Linked DNA regions of Rattus norvegicus: region 2 is linked to region 1. The links are chromatin contacts, called in public Hi-C maps. All regions are on one chromosome and are shown on one strand. The core of a region is the stretch at or near the end of the contact, and the rest is flanking DNA. Distances in the headings are between cores, read along the strand shown. Region 1 has its middle 19 kb from the start of Rtp2. Region 2 holds the start of Sst (somatostatin).

Region 1 (2,977 bases), core at 390-2,889:
TCAGAGCAGGCATCCATACCAAATGAGACCCCAACTCAGCCCGCATGACATTCATTTTATTTTATTTTATTTGTAGTGAGACAGTTGAATGCCCCCACCTGCTAAGGTTGCTATTATATCTGCTGGCACACGAGTCACATGGGAAGATGCACAAGGTCTACATCAAGAGGCAGCGTCTGGTCATCCTGCTGTGCCGCCTGGCTCCCTCTGTTCTCCACTTACCCCTCCACAACTCACTGCAGATCTGGCCCAATGTGGACCGAGCGATGGCCGTGCATTTACGGATTTCAGATGTGTTCCTTTATTCATTTATGTTTGAGGCTAGATGTCACTTTGTACCTTATCCTGCCCTCAAACACACAGCAATACTTGGACCTCAGCTCCCCAGTGTGGATATCACAGGCATGTAACACCATTCCCAACGCTCTGATTGGTCTTTGCTTATATTTTATTTGGTTTTTTAGACTTTCATAGATGTGTGCTGTATTTACAACATTTTCTCTATCTTCTGTTAGAGCTTCCTGTGCCCAGGCACTCTCAAATTCATAACCTCTTATTTATCATTCTTACACACACACACACACACACACACACACACACACACACACACACACACACACGCGTATAAACACAGCAGTGTTGTTTTTGTGTGTATGTTTTTATGTCTGACAACTTGGCATAGGATAACCAGTTGGGATTTTCAACTCATTCTAGGTTGATTTTTGCCAGTCTCAGCATCTCTTTGAAGCTAGTTTTGAAGCTAGTTTTACTTGTGTAGTTTGGAAAATGGCCACAAGGTGGCAGGGTAGGACAAGCAGTGGCTATTTTAGCACACACACCTCCACCCCCGACCACCACCAGTGTATATAGGGCCAGGCTGTCTTTTGGGACTGTTCTCCCTAGAATCCGTTTGTTTCCCTTCTTGTAACTCCTTTCACCTCAAGTGACTAGTGGCCCATGAGATGTGATTTGAGGTCCTACTTAAAGTTGTAAATTTCCACTCTGGCCTTTCTTTGAATTGAAGTTTTCCAGTTTTCCTTGAAAGGCATGGAAGTCTTGTCCCAATTCTCAGCCAAAAGAGGCCAATCTCTACTTGAGCCCTTCAGATAAAACCACTAATGAGCACAGTGCGCTTTCTAGGTCAGCAAAACACTGCCGGATCCAAGAGCTTTGATCCTCACCACAATCTTCCCGTTTAAGAAAAAACAAGACAAGAAAAACCCACCTTATTCAGGAGCTAAGAACACTGGACTGCAAGATGACCAGGCTGGGCCCCAGGGGGCAGAGCCACTCCTTGGAACACTGTGCCCCTGTTCCTGCACAGTCCTGTGCACAACTTTTCTAGTACACAGCGTAGCTTAAGGAGATAATGGAGCCTCTCAGAATCGGAAGGTTTGGGGGAGTGACAGTGCAAATTCTGGATGAGTCAGATAGGAAGCCACCAGGGACACCCAGAATTCACCAACTTTATCGTTACCAAGGCTGTGGAACTGGCACACCCCTCCTGCCTTCTGCTACACATCAGTGATAGGCCAGAGGTGCCCCCAAGTCTCGTTCTGATCTGTAGGTGGCTGTGAGCCTTAGCAAATCTGTGCGGAGCAGGGACCGCTCTGAAGTGGTTCAGTGAGACTGTGCAAACAGTCCTAGCTCAAGAGCTCCATTGTTGACTAGCTTCCGGCACTGGTGGGGAAGTCTGTTGCTCTCAGGCACAAAAGACCACACTGGAGATTTTCAGGACAACCTCCCACCCCCAACCGCTGGCTACTTCACTTTTATGTTGCTGTAATGAAGTACTCTATAGCAGAAACATTTTTAAAAATGTTTTTATTACATATATTTCTTTATTTAGATTTCAAGTTTCCTTTCCCAGTTTCCTGTCCATAAGCCCCTTCCCCTCCCCCTCCCCCATATGGGTGCCCCCCCCCCCACCATCCACCCTCCCTTAAGCCCCACCACATTCCCCTGCAATGGGGGTCCAACCTTGGCAGGACCAAGGGCTTCCCCTTCTACTGGTGCCCCAGCAAGGCTATTCTCTGCTACCTATGCAGTTGGAGCCCTGGCTCAGTCCATGTATATAGTCTTTGGGTAGTGGTTCCGTCCCTAGAAGCTCGCTACAGCAGAAACTTAAAGGACAAGATGTTTGTTCTTTCTCACACTTCCAGGGTACAGACCATTGTGACAAAAGCTTAAAGTAACTGGTAAGATCACCTACTCTGTGTGTGTGTGTGTGTGTGTGTGTGTGTGTGTGTGCGCGCGCGCACATGTACATGTGTGTATGTGAGTGGTGCCACCTACAGTGTGTACATGTGTGTGTGTGCGTGTGCCGAGGCACAGAAAGTCTCATCATTGCAATTAATGAAGAGTGAAGACATTGCCCCACAGGCATGCCCAAAGGTCCATCTCCTGGGTGATTCTAGGTTCTATAAAATTGACAATCCCCATCTCGGTGACTCTGAACCCTCCCTCCCCCATCTAAGTGTGTGGACGCTGAGACAGGAGGCTGTGCTCACTGGAGTGCGCTAGGACTGTCAATCTCTCACTGAGACCACAGAGCTCTAGCTGCTCTCTCAGCTCCTGCTCCTGGGGTTTCTTGCCCACTCAGCCACTCAGACTCTTCTCTGGCTGTGGCTCCCGATGCCACTGAACCTCAGAAGGAACTTGCACATGCCACCACCTGTCCCCACTATGTCATTTTTACAATTCTCCTCGCCTCAAAGTCCCTGTATAGACAACAATTTGTAACTCTACTGAAATAGATTTTTCCAAAAACACATCCTAATATTTAACTTTAAAATTAATATATATTGAATGGTGAAAAAACAGCTATGACGTAGACAATAGTACTAAAGATTATTGATGGGGCATTCAAAATGTGCCAGGAACATTTAAACAGCTTTTAAATCCTAAAGTAATTTGCAAGTTCAGGGAAGTTACAGAGAGAGTGCAGGGAAGGCCAGAATTCTTGTCTTCCTATGTC
Region 2 (3,039 bases), core at 314-2,813, 58 kb after region 1:
CTAGTGACTGATATAACCTCTGAGAGCCCAGCCTGAAGCCCGAAAAGATCTTAGTGTGTGTAGAGATGTGACTTTCTTTCTAGGTTTGGGGTCTAGATTCATTGCTCTTGTGTGCTGCTGAGACACATGAGCGATTTTCAATTTAATGCTTTGCTTTGTGCTAACCCTGCCTGGAATTGCTAAGCTCTGGGAGCTTTAGCACTCCATGCTGGTCATGCTCTCTCTGCCTTGGCTTACAGATACAAAAGGACAGGTTATCCAAGCTGTTTCAAAATACTGACTAGTCCCTCTCACCTGTCCCCTTGTTTTGTTTGGATGCAAGCATTGGGGATGGTGTTAGAACGCATCTAACGCATGTTGTGTGGTCAATAGCAACAATGGACAAACCCTGTTTCACTTGATTTCTGAAGCTGTGCATTTCTAAAAAGACTTTACTGTTGGCTTCTCTGATGACCCTAAAATGTTAGTCCTTGAAGAGCCTGTGGAGATCACCTATGCTGTGCCAGGAATGGAGCTGGCATTTCCTTAATAAGCAATCAGTTAGAAAGCAGCAGTCTTAGCTCGCAACTAGATGCGAACACTCAATTTGATAAACAAGTAGACTTCCTTAAACTTCCTCTGCGGTAGAAGGAAGAGAGGCCCAGGCAGTTTGTTCCTCACATAGATATACAATGGCTACACATGGCCAGGGGCTCCTTGACTTGATATACACCCATCCCAACCTAGAATTGCTCCCACTGCCCAGGAATCTGTCAGAGCATTCATAGCAGTGTACAAGAACCCTGGCCTGGGAGTCTAGATGTCTGTTTGCTACAACTGTAAGGAGCAATCGTCTGCCAGTCCTTTAAGCTTTCTTGATTCAAGTTCAGAGGCTTATGATTTCTGAGACTGCTTCCTAGAGCTGTTTCCAGGTGCCAAATGTAGGCTTTCTCCTCCTCCTCCCTCCTGTGTGTGTGTGTGTGTGTGTGTGTGTGTGTGTGTGTGTCTGTCTGTCTGTCTGTCTGTCTATCTGTCTGTCTCCCTGGTGCCTTTCTTTTGTCACAATATAAAGATCAGCAGATTGGACAAAGTGATGCTCCTTTATAGCTCAGTCTTATCCTTTTTCCTACAAGGCTTTAAGGGATGCCAGGAGAGAAGATAGTTCAGTCCTCCTGATTGCATATTAATTCTCAGATTGGTTCCTAGACGGATAGCTTTAAGTCTCCCTTGCCATACAATACCGTTAAGCATGATGGCAAGTCCAGTAATCTGAGTACATTGACAGGTACCCAACTGTGTGTGCTGATGTATTGCTGGCCAAGGACTGAAGGATCTCAGTAATTAATCATGCACCTATGTGGCGGAAATATGGGATATGCATGTCGACACTGAGTGAAGGCAAGATTATTTGGTCTGTGTGGCGTGGAGAATTTCATGTGCCTGTGTGGGTGCAGGCTTTCTTTTTCTTCAAAAAAAAAAAAAATAAACCACTTTAGATCGTGTCGCCTCCCCTCACTTCTTTGATTGATTTTGCGAGGCTAATGGTGCGTAAAAGCACTGGTGAGATCTGGGGGCGCCTCCTTGGCTGACGTCAGAGAGAGAGTTTAAAAAGGGGAGACCGTGGAGAGCTCGATAGCGGCTGAAGGAGACGCTACTGGAGTCGTCTCTGCTGCCTGCGGACCTGCGTCTAGACTGACCCACCGCGCTCAAGCTCGGCTGTCTGAGGCAGGGGAGATGCTGTCCTGCCGTCTCCAGTGCGCGCTGGCCGCGCTCTGCATCGTCCTGGCTTTGGGCGGTGTCACCGGGGCGCCCTCGGACCCCAGACTCCGTCAGTTTCTGCAGAAGTCTCTGGCGGCTGCCACCGGGAAACAGGTAAGGAAATGGCTGGGACTCGTCCCCTTTGCGAATTCCCCAGCCTTCCCCTTAGTCCTGCTGTAGCCCCTGCGACAGGTGTTTTAGCGGGCGCTTCTCAGAGTCGCTCAGCCCCTGAGCTCCCAGGGAAACTTTTGAAGTCTAGGGTCCGCTCTTACTCGTTCCAGAATTGATCGGCGCTGGTGGTCACCTTGCAGGTAAGTTCCCCCTTCGCTTTCAGGAAAATTCCGAAAGCCTGCAAGAGAGCCGGGAGAGACTGAGCTCTATCCCTGGTACTGGCACGAGGGTTGCTGACCCAGGTGCTGAAAAAAAATCCGGCAAGAACTCAGGTCCATGGTCCATTTCGTGTCTCATAAAGGAAAATGGAGCTGCTCAAACTATTGGCATACTATATTTACAAAACGACTTCCTATCATCCGTGGTTTCTCTGTGTTTTAAGGCATAGCACTTTCTGAAAGACTTGGGTTTGAGGAAGCTTTTTTCCCTGTGCATAATCTAGTGAATATAGCAGCCATCCATATTACTGTGGAAACTTGGTTTTGAATGATTAAATCTTATTTTCAAACCGCATTTCTCCCTTTCTCCCATTCCCCCTTTTGCTCTCCTCCCTGCCCTATCCAGGAACTGGCCAAGTACTTCTTGGCAGAACTGCTGTCCGAGCCCAACCAGACAGAGAACGATGCCCTGGAGCCTGAGGATTTGCCCCAGGCAGCTGAGCAGGACGAGATGAGGCTGGAGCTGCAGAGGTCTGCCAACTCGAACCCAGCCATGGCACCCCGGGAACGCAAAGCTGGCTGCAAGAACTTCTTCTGGAAGACATTCACATCCTGTTAGCTTTAATATTGTTGTCTCAGCCAGACCTCTGATCCCTCTCCTCCAAATCCCATATCTCTTCCTTAACTCCCAGCCCCCCCCCCCAATGCTCAACTAGACCCTGCGTTAGAAATTGAAGACTGTAAATACAAAATAAAATTATGGTGAAATTATGAATAGCGAGTGTTTGACTTCTTATTGAGTAAATTGTTTTGTTCAGGAGTACAATGTGAGGTTGAGTCGTGCTTTCTGTAAATGTATTTTAGGTGTATGTGCCAACACTCACAAATACGTCTTTAAAATTCCCTGTGGTAATAAAGGTCAGACTTTAAATGATTATTCATTTAAAACCTAAATAACTTCAAATGTCTATAA

The links. Hi-C and Micro-C count contacts between places; a contact is called where the count stands out from the background.
Region 2: a Hi-C map of Schwann cells shows a contact between it and region 1, with 6 times the contacts expected there. The contact joins the promoter of Sst here to the enhancer-like site in region 1. A contact is called at or near these places in 3 of 12 Hi-C or Micro-C datasets (the A7r5 cell line, the Rat2 cell line and Schwann cells).

What each region holds. Positions count from the first base shown.
Region 1 is chr11:90,401,687-90,404,663 of GRCr8, forward strand. No RefSeq gene overlaps it. Among named protein-coding and RNA genes, the nearest start is that of Rtp2, 19 kb to the right of the region's middle. Within about 2 kb of position 1,640, at least 11 of the 93 cell types and tissues checked have an H3K27ac peak or open chromatin away from gene starts, as enhancers often do. A contact at or near this core is called in Schwann cells, where this site is marked.
Region 2 is chr11:90,459,983-90,463,021 of GRCr8, forward strand. Sst (somatostatin) reads left to right here and starts at 1,564. Exons shown (of 2, transcript NM_012659.2): 1 at 1,564-1,851; 2 at 2,473-2,841. The coding sequence starts at 1,714. The coding sequence ends at 2,685.